Linked DNA regions of Mus musculus: region 2 is linked to region 1. A link is a contact called in public Hi-C data. All regions are on one chromosome and are shown on one strand. Each heading gives the region's core, a stretch centred on a gene start, on an enhancer-like site or on the middle of the called end of the contact. The rest is flanking DNA. Distances are from core to core; before and after follow the strand shown.

What was found. A called contact is a pair of places that touch in the nucleus more often than the background predicts.
Region 2: a Hi-C map of B cells shows a contact between it and region 1, with 5 read pairs. The contact joins the promoter of Coq8a here to the promoter of Desi2 in region 1.

Annotation. Positions count from the first base shown.
Region 1 is chr1:178,184,992-178,190,097 of GRCm38.p6, forward strand. It overlaps Desi2 (desumoylating isopeptidase 2), which reads left to right and starts at 2,426. Exons shown (of 5, transcript NM_024282.3): 1 at 2,426-2,966. The coding sequence starts at 2,925.
Region 2 is chr1:180,193,968-180,199,073 of GRCm38.p6, forward strand. It overlaps Coq8a (coenzyme Q8A), which reads right to left and starts at 2,053. Exons shown (of 15, transcript NM_023341.3): 1 at 1,906-2,053.

The sequences.
Region 1 (5,106 bases), core at 1,176-3,675:
ACAACCATCTGTACAGCTACAGTGTACTCACATACATAAAAAATAAATCTTTTAAAAAAAGTAACCAAGCCAGGTGGTGGTGGCATACGCCTTTAATCCCAGCACTTGGGAGGCAGAGGCAGGCAGATTTCTGAGTTCAAGGCCAGCCTGGTCTCCAAAGTGAGTTCCAGGACAGCCAGGGCTATACAGAGAAACCCTGTCTCAAAAAACAAAACAAAACAAAACAAAAATAGTAACCAATAGACTTGGCAATAGTGTAATGTTAGAGTAATGTTAAATAATGTTATGATGCTTTTACAATAGTACATTTCCATATGGTTTTTCCAAAGGCTATTCATGTTAGTTGTCCTCCCCATATTGCCTTCTTTAGCCTGACCTCCCACCTCCTCCCCCTTTTAATATTTCTTTCCAGCTGCATTTTTTCAATATTTCCTAGTGCTTCAACCCTTAATTTCACATAGCCTATAGTCATCTGCAAAAGAAGTTCCAATTAACGGATTACCTTTATCAAATTAGCCTGTGGGTATTGTCTTAACTAATTGATATAAGAGGGCCCAGTATACCCTGGGTGTTACATCCCCTGGAGAGGTTGTCTTGAGTTTCTTAAAAAAGCTAGCCAAGCATAAACCAGTGATTGAGCCAGCAGGCACTGCTCCTCCAAGGTGCTTGCTTTAAGTTCCTGCCCTGTCCTGACTTCCTTCTGTGATAGACTGTGACCCCTAAACCTGTTCTGCCCTAAGCTGCTTTCTGTCAGAGCAGGTGTTATCACAGCAACAGAAAGACTGCCCAACAAGTCTCTAGGCTTTAAGTTCTACTGAAATGTTTATTTTAGTCAGATTAATGGTTGTGACTCCATTTCATTTATGCAAATGCCTACTCAACATCTCATGAGACTCTAAAAGGCACTGAAAATATAACATGACCTAACAGTAATTTCATTTCCCTTTCTAACCTGCTTCTCCCTCAAATGTTTGATATATTATGAATAACATACTATCTACCCAAATTTGTCAAACATCCAGGACCTATTTTTGAGACTACCCCTAACTCCCCCAACAAATTTAATGTCCACACTTTTTAATATAAGGCTGGTCACTAGACTCCCAAGATGAGGAAGAAACCAAGCCACAAATCCAAAGTGCCTTTTAAATCTCTTGCATTATATCTGTTAATAACCCATTGACCAAATCAAGCCAAAGCTTGCTAAAGACAGTAGAGAGAGGCATCAAAGGTCATATATAATTTGAGAAGCCACTTTTACAATTTACCACGTTAATGGTCATGTTTCTATTTCCCTTGCCTCATTAAAATTTCACACAGAAACTCAAGCAATTTTTAATTTTTTAAAGTTATTTATTTATCTGAGTACATCATATCTGTCTTCAGACATATCAGAGGAGGGCATCTGATCCCAAATATAGATGGTTGTAAGCCACCATGTGTTTGCTGGAAATTGAACTCAGGACCTCTGGAAGAGCAGCCAGTACTCTTAAGCATTGAGCTTTCTCTCTAGCTCTCAAGCAATCTTTTAAGAGACTTATGTACATATTCATGTCGTTCCTTGGCTCAAACCCTACCAACTCTTCATTTAAAATCCAACCTCAGAGTTTGGAGAGATGGCTTGCCCACTAAAAGTACTTGTTGCTCTGCAGAGGATCTCAGTTTGGTTCCCAACACTCAGGTCAAGCAACTTACAGCAGCCTATAACTTCGGTTGCAGAGCATCCCTGCCCTCTGTCCTCTTTGGTCACCTGCACCCCTTGCTGTCTTTGTCTCTGTCTTCTGTCTTTCTCAGTCTCTTTCACTCTTTCACACACAGAGACACACAAACACACACACAATTGATAAATCTAAAATGTAAAATAGATATTCAATCTCAGCTAACTGAAAACTCAGGATGTCTTCTGACCAGTTAACTGCCTGTCCACAGATCACCTCTTTGCTCATTATATTCTAGCCACAGAGAACTTTTATTTTGTTCCTTAAGTACAAAAAACATGTCTTATGTCTATGTACTTTTGTCTCCTCTAATTGGAATTCTTGGCTCTCTTATATTTGACTAGCTTTCTGTCATTCACGAAATGTGAATTCCGTTTTGAGGGTTAAAGGAGACTTTCTTACATCCTACTTTTACAAGGGTAACCTTCCTCCCTTTATTGCCTCACTTCTATATTTTCAAAAATTAAAAAAAAAGCAGAAGGGCTTTGGAAAACTTAGTCATCACTTCTTCACATTGCGTTGGATTCACATCTCACGCTACAAACACCAGAAACAGCACTGAAAACTAAAAGGCAAATGGAGTCTCTGCTCGCCAAGGACGAACAGCGAAGGTTCCCCTGACAAACTCTTCGCAGGACTTTCTGGGAACTGTAGTCTCCCAGGGAGACGTGAGTGCCTACAATATCCTGGTGAATGCTGGGATATGTAGTCAGACTGCTTACACGCCCAATAGGAATCGCGGGTTCTCCCTCTGCTTTCTGGGAACGGTAGTCTTTCTGCGACCTCGAGCCACCAGGGTGAAGAGGCATCCGGCCTGTCGCCATTTTAGGTCTCCAGCTGCAGAGCCTGAGAGCCTCAACGCGCAGGCGGGCTCATCCCTGGATCCTGGCCGGCCCCGCCTCCAGGGTGCCTAAAGCCCGCCCCTCGCCCAGGCCCCGCCTTCCCCCACGTGTCTGCGGCCGAGGGGAGGCGCCTGAGCTGGAGCTGCCTCTCCACCTGTCTGGCCGGGTCCTCGTACAGGTTTCTGACAGCGTCTCCCGGGAGCGGTCCCGGCTGCCGGATGCTTCCGCCCCGGCTGCGGTGGGCCGGGCTGGACGCTTAGTGCCCGGCTCGAGCCCTGCCTGAGGCGCCCGCGGGGGTGGCAGCGGCCTCCGCCCCGCGGAGACCGAGCGGCTGGAGGACGAGGCGGCGGCCGTGGGGAGAAGGATGGGGGCTAACCAGTTAGTGGTGCTCAACGTCTACGACATGGTGAGTGCGTCCCCTGGCGGCCCGCGCTGGCCGGCCCTGTCAGGGGTCGGGACCCCGGCCCGGTGCTTCCTGCCTCGCGCCTCCGCCTCCAGCTTAGTTCTCAGGGGTGGGGGGAGGGGACAGTCGCGCTGTCTTCTAATCCCGAGACTGGCCCGCGCGCCTCCTGGAGGTGTCCCAGTCAGTCCGAAAGAGGGCTTGGGCTCGAGCCTCGTCCCAGCCCTCAGCTCCCCTGGCTGTGGGCCCGACCCCTGGGCGGATGAGCCGTGTCCTATCCGCGAAGCTTCGGTCGCAGGGCGACCTCCCTCCCAACTGCCACCTGGCCTCTAAGCTGCTCAGCTCCCCTCTGCCCTGCTCCTGCTGGCCCTTGTCTGTCTCCAAATGCTCGAGGCTTCCGACAACTCTCAAGCCCTTCAAGTCTAGAAAGTCACAGCTTCGATGCGGATGCTAGCGTCTCCCCAGAGGTGAACCGGAGCCAATACACCCTCACCTCCAAGGCATCCTCATAAAAATGAAAGAAGCGAAAATTTATGTAGAAAATAGCGCCATTGAATTATTTAGCGATCACAGAGGTGATCCTAGAATCCGAAGGCCACTTTCCAGGTGATGCAACAGGTGGATGACGTGACCGCTAGAGAGGGAAAGACAGCCTTGTTTATTATGTCATCTAACTTTGAAGAACTGAAAACATTCAGGCTAGGGTTCAAAGGCTGGATCCCCTCAGGTTCCAAGTGCAATAATACCCCTAGAAGAAGCACCTGGTAGAGAATGATCGCCGCAGGGAGGCTACGTTTGGGTGTGTTCACTCTCCTTTGGTTACTTAATTTTTGTTTTGTAAAGGATAGCCTTCCCCTGAAAAGCCTGAAATTTCTTGGCTATGCATTGACACATGAAATTTCTCCAGCATTATTTCTGTTGGCTTAAAAGTACTTAGAAGAAATTCAACAGTAAGAAGTCTTGGCTCTTAATTACAGCTCTAAGCTCTTTCTTCTTTGTATTGTTTATAAATTTTTAAATGAACAGGGAGCTATTGATAGAAAAGGATTCCTCATGCTATATCTAGAAGTTAACGTTGACAGGGCATGGTCTGCTGGTAACTAGAAGCGAGGTTTCTCTTCTAGTAGGTTCCAGTGTAAGTCTGGAGATGAGAGGTAGAGTAACAGACTAGGAAAAGTTAATCATGAAGGGAAAAGTTGGATAACTGGAGCAGGAGATTCGAGAAGAGCATGCGTATTGTATGACTAACAGCCTACTCTACTGGTTAATAAATTATTCTCTGGATTTAAACTTTTTGTGTTCCATGGGAATCTTTTCTTAATTAATTTTGCCCCCTGTTGTTGTTTAGTTGTTGTTTTGAGGCAGAGTTTGTGTAGTTCTGGCTATCTTGGAACTATCTTTGTAGAACAGGCTGGCCTCAAACTCTCAGAGACCCTCTGCCCCTCTGCCCCTCTGCCCCTCTGCCCCTCTGCCCCTCTGCCCCTCTGCCCCTCTGCAGGGATTGAAGGTCTACACCACCATTGTCAGCTTTAATATTGCCCTTTTAGTATTTCACTGCCTCTTGCCTATCAGACTTTGGATTTTTTTAAACTGGTGAAGACTCTTATAAACTATTCCTCAGGATATGTTTTACTCTGGAGAATATATATTGAAATATCTATATTTTTTAAAGATTTATGTGTATGAGTACACTCTAGCTGTCTTCAGACACATCAGAAGAGCACGTCAGATCACATTGTACATGATTGTGAGCCACCATGTGGTTGCTGGGAATTGAACCCAGGACCTTTGGAAGAGCAGTCAGTGCTTTTAACCACTGAGACATCTCTCCAGCCCCATCGTCTATATTTTTAATCAGTTGGAATTATGTAGTGACCAGTGGCTATAGTTTCATAACCCAAAGAAATCTGTCAAATAGAGTTTTGCTTTTTAGATTAAATTGAATATGCATTACATGGCATATAGTGTTTTCCTGTTCTATGAATCAGGAAAATCGTTACTGATTGTGAAGTTGTAAGGGCTAGGGATGATATTCAAACGAATGTTTTTTTAGGGGAAGACAGTTTTGAATGATGCTAAAATATGAAATATTCACAAAAGAGCTTATTCTTCTTGCCACTCTAGTAAATACAGAGAAAGCAGCCAG
Region 2 (5,106 bases), core at 803-3,302, 2.0 Mb after region 1:
TCTTTTCCAGTGCATCATCTTTCATCTTCTCCGAACAGCCATCATTTTAGGACTTAATACTAAATTCTAGGTTCCACAGAAAGCAAAATGTAGACCCAAAAGCAAAGCCTCTCACTCTACACAAAAGAAGAACTGGACCATGGTTTCTGGTGCTAATCAACAACAAATGCATTCTGCAAACTGCGTGTGTGCAGACACTGCACGGAAACACCTGCATGTGTGTGCATGTATACGTGTGGTGTGCAGCCAGACACTCCCTGCAGACACAGGCATGCTCTCCTTCCACATTACAACACACGCACATGGCTAAGCAAACTGCGTGGATAAGAACAGTGCGCCCTCAGAAAGTCTCTTAGCCAGCATTTAGCGCCCACTTGTTTGCTCACCGTTGAAGAACCATCCTATGGTGGTTCCCTGTGCTAACCCGCCAAGGCTCCCAATGTTCCTAGGGGCAGAAACTACCAGTTTTCCACATCTTCATAATTTGTGCCTACTTAGTCACATTCATCAGGCACAAAGGCCCAGGGTTTCAGCCGCCAAGTCTCCCTCAGAATGTTTCACCCCTACCACCCAGTGCACTCAGGGTTTCACCTTTAAAGCCCCCACCGAATGCCTTCCACCATTTGTTTACAGCAGTGACTGTAACACTGTCTTAAACTTCCCAACTACTTGTGGGCAAGTTGCACAGAGGTCCTGGCAGCATGGGGTGACCCTGTCTAGAGTCCTGCCTGCATAGTTCTCAACCAAATTTGCTCTTGGGGGTATTTTGCAATGTCAGGGGACATTTTCAGTTGTCACAATTGGTGGGATTGGGTGGCCGTGGGGGTGTCACTATTTGTCTAGTAGTACAAGCCAGGGATTCAGCTACACACCCTGCATAAGATAAGCAGGCACAGTAAACAAGATTAGGTCCAACATGTTAATAGTCTGGAGTTGGGAAGTTCTGTCTCAGGTGGTTCATTAGCTCAGAGAATGCACAGATTGCCTGCCTCGCTTTTGCTTTGTGTCACCTGGTCCACAAGTGGTCACAATTCAGCTGTCTTCATTATTCACAAGGCTAAATATAGCATCCAAAGCTACCCTCGGAGTCGTACAGACACTGCTCTTGTAAGCCAACAAACCCCTCTAGCCTCTTCTCAGAAGTGCCTTCCTCACTCCAAATGTTTCCCAACAACCTCCCTGCCAGCATGGCCGCCAGCCACAGCACAACTGGATGTCTGTCATGATCACTAGTCCAAATCCTCCGGCAAGAAGGTTGGCCTGACACACCCCAGCTCCAGAGTCCCGTTCCACAGACACCAAGTCCAAGTGAGCCTAAATCAATTTTCTACAGTGCTGCAAGCCCAACCCAGATTGGATGTCTGCACACAGCCTCTGCCCCTTCAGGCTGCCTAGCCAATGAAGGGTCCCAGAACCCAGACCCGCCCCTACAGCGTTCTCCCTCTGTCCCCTCACACTCTGAAGGTGGCTTGGTTGAGTTATGTGACAGCTTCTGTGCAAGAGAGTGCAGGAGCTGTCAAAACTGGTAGTGTGGCCATCAGTGTCTGGGAAAAACAAGAGGACGGACCAAAAAGAAACGAAGAAAAAGGAACAAGGAAGGGACTTCTTCCCAGACTTCACCCCAGCCGTGAAACCCAACAGCTGGCTCGGGCTTAGAAGTTGTAGTTCTGACACAAACTGCAGCCAGAGCACACAGTTCGAGGGTCTGAGAGTTCAGAACATTATTGGGAGAAAGGCAGCCACGTGCGTGGACGACGCAGAGGCCACAAGCAACCCTCTGCTCGCTGAGCCAGACCCGGGTCGGGAAAGGGCTGCACCGTACGCAGGCCGCACTGTCACTTGAAAGTATAAGAAGGGACCCCGGGGTGCTGAGGTTAGCAGCGGGCCGGCAGGCGACAGCCTTACCGGGCTGCAGGAAGGTAGCTCCTCCGTCCGCAACGCAACGCCTCCGCGCGCTCGCCCCGCTGCGAGCGCTCCGCACACTCTCCGCTTCTGTTTACCTTCTAGCCCGGGTGCGCACGCCGCGCTCCGCTTGCCCCGCCTCCGAGCCCTCCCATTGGCTGAGCCGCTGTTTGTTAGCTGCCCCGATGCCACAGGACGCAGTGGGAGCGTGCTTACCGCGTGCGCAGCTCACAGCCAATAGGGACTGAGGGTGGAATAAAAGCAACCAATGAGAGGCCGCCCTTGAAGGCCGCGGTCCCTAATCTGCCTGTTAGCTGTCTTTTCTCCCGGGCAGGGAAAAAAGCCTGCAGTTGTTCTGCGCCTGCGTTCTGAAGATTGACAAGCGTTCACCTGGCAGCCACGTGAGGGTCGCCTGGGTACCGACGCTAGCTCAGCTTCCTAGGGGTCGGGCCGGGAAGACCTCAGAAGTTTTGATGGGACCACAGAGGAACCCCCCAGGCCCCCGCCCCAGGACCTAGACTAGGCCCGGGTTGGTTTTTTGGTTTGGTTTGGTTTGGTTTGGTTTTTTGCCATGTGATGAGGCTTCTGCCTGGGTTCCTCCAAAAGCACTTGGCCTAGGGAAGTGTTATGGCGCTGACACCAAAGTTCTATACCCTTCAGCTCTGTATTTAGACTAATTGTGCTTGCTTATTATGAGCGCCAATAAAAAAACAATCCTTTTCCAAGGTGAAAAACAGCCCTGAGGAGTGCACTCAACACACACAACATTGACCCACAACATCCCTAAGGGACTGCTGACCCAGAAAAGATAGGGTTGCGACAGGTCCATGCCACCTTTGTACCAAATGGGAGAAAATACCTAGCCTTGGGGCCTTTCCAAGATGCTTCCGTGCCAGCTCAGCCCTTTCGCCCAGCAATGCTAGGCCAGCTTCCCTCTAACGAACCTAAGACAATCGCTCGCTTCTCCCATGGTTTATTTTCCGTTTTTCGACAGATTGATATGATTTGGACCATGTTTCAAACAAAACAAAACAAAAACTCTGAAAGTATTCTCTATGCTTACTGTCTCCACTTCTTTTTCCATCCTTCTCCACAAAATCAATCTAATAAGGCTTCGATAGTTCGGATCTTGAATATTTTTTCCTCAAAGACCACTTTGGTCCCAAAGGGAAGTAGGCATAGGGAGGCTGTCAAACATTTAGGAAGTATGGCCTGATGAAAGAAAGTCACATCACTGAGGTTGTGACTTTATAGGGAATATTAGGACCTGGGAGCCTTCTCTGCTCCCATGAGAAGCCAACAGCTACCATGAGGTGAGCAGCTCTGCCCACTACACCATCCTACCATGACTTGCTGCTTCATGAGAGACCCCAAAGTCACAGCCCAATGGACCAAGGCCTAAATAAATCTTTCCTATTTCTAAGTTGGTTATCTTGAGTATTTTGCTGCATTATAGAAAGCTAAGGCTTTTCTGTTTAAAATACAGGCTTTAAGCATGCAGATTGCTAGTCTGATCAAAACTGAGATGGGCTCTGCCATTATTTCTTGAGTCTCTCTGCCCAGGCTTATTTCTCCAAGACTCCCACTGTCTGTACTCCTATCCTTGGTGTTAGTCCCTGGGGTTGACGCTCTATTCATTTTCCTTCTTTTCCAAGCTGGGATAATGTCCATGGACTTATTTCCAGGGGTGGTCTTTCCCCAGCCTGCTCGGCTCCACAGGTAAACTAGTCACTTCACTCACCGTGGGTTTCAACCCCAACACATCTTATTATTCTTATTGTTTCCTTGTGTCTCTATTTTGGGGCACATCATTCTCCTACTTTTGTCTTGGTTTATTTTTTAGACATGCTTCCGATCAGTTCTTTGAATGTTTTTGAAATAGATGATCTAAGGGTTTTGCCTAGATAGTTAGCCCAGGATCTTTTTTTATTTCCTCTGTGTTTATTACTGTAGCTCTGTGTGTCTTGTACTGCTGTTAAAATCTGGCTATCTTAACACAACATGGCATCTTTGGAAATCAGATTCTCCCCAGGAGCCCTTATAATTGTTGTTTAGTAACTTTTCAAAACTAATATGGGAAGTCTGTGGGGTGTGTGTGTGTGTGTGTGTGTGTGTGTGTGTATTATGTGTGTGACTATTAACACATCTACTTGGCTTACTGATCAGGTAAGAGGATGGACACAGATTTTCCTAAATGCCTGGAACCAGCAAGTTACCTGCCTCATACCACTGGTTGCTTGTTGGGGCCTGCCTTCAACACTCAGCCAAAAGGTTGACAACTCTACCTTAACCTAAACTTCCTGCTTGCACAATCTCTGGGGCACTCAGAGGTGAAGGCTAAGGGCCTCCGCCAGTTCTTCCTGACCGTAGCATGGCCCAAGCACAAGCATATGTGGACATGTCAGTCACTTCAAGATTTTGATTAGTCTGTGTTTACCCAAACTACGGAAGACAGCTGAGCTACACAGTTAAAGATGGTTAAGGCTTAAGTAAAAATGAGGACTCTTTAAGGGGGCCCTCCTTTTACCCCCAGGTCGTCAAAGGATGGCAGTTTTGTAAGGAGAAGGCTTCATATTCCCAGCTTCGTTTTGCTCCCTGAGGTGGTAGCCTGGATGCCCCAGGGATGCAGGTTGTTGTTTTCAAGACCTCCATGCAGCTGGTGTGAGTAAGGGGCTAAGAATAGAGCAAGCTGAAAACTCTAGTTTGCTACAAACATTCTGTGAGTTGCCAAAGTTTGAAGAAGAAGAAGGAGGAGAAGGAGGAGAAGGAGAAGAAGGAGAAGAAGAAGAGGAGGAGGAGGAGGAGGAGGAGGAGGAGGAGGAGGAGGAGGAGGAGGAGAAGAAGAAGAAGAAGAAGAAGAAGAAGAAGAAGAAGAAGAAGAAGAAGAAGAAGAAGAAGAAGAAGAAGAAGAAGAAGAAGAAAAGATTCAGTTTTCGCCAGCTTCTCTGTTATCTCTGTGGAGGACAGACATTCCATGCCTTCGCCATTTTCCACCTCCTTAGTAGAGTTCTTTGGCTTAACCCTTGAATATCATCCACCTTGACACTCATCCCCTGCCCTTTGGCTGTCAAACTATTGAAACGATAAACCTCAAGAAGCTGAAATTTCCCCCAGGAGTCTATGCTGGGTGAGGGAAAAGGATGAAGCCTGTTGCCAGCCAGAGGGAGAGTTTGTCTCCTGGAAGACACACAGTTCTGACAGTGC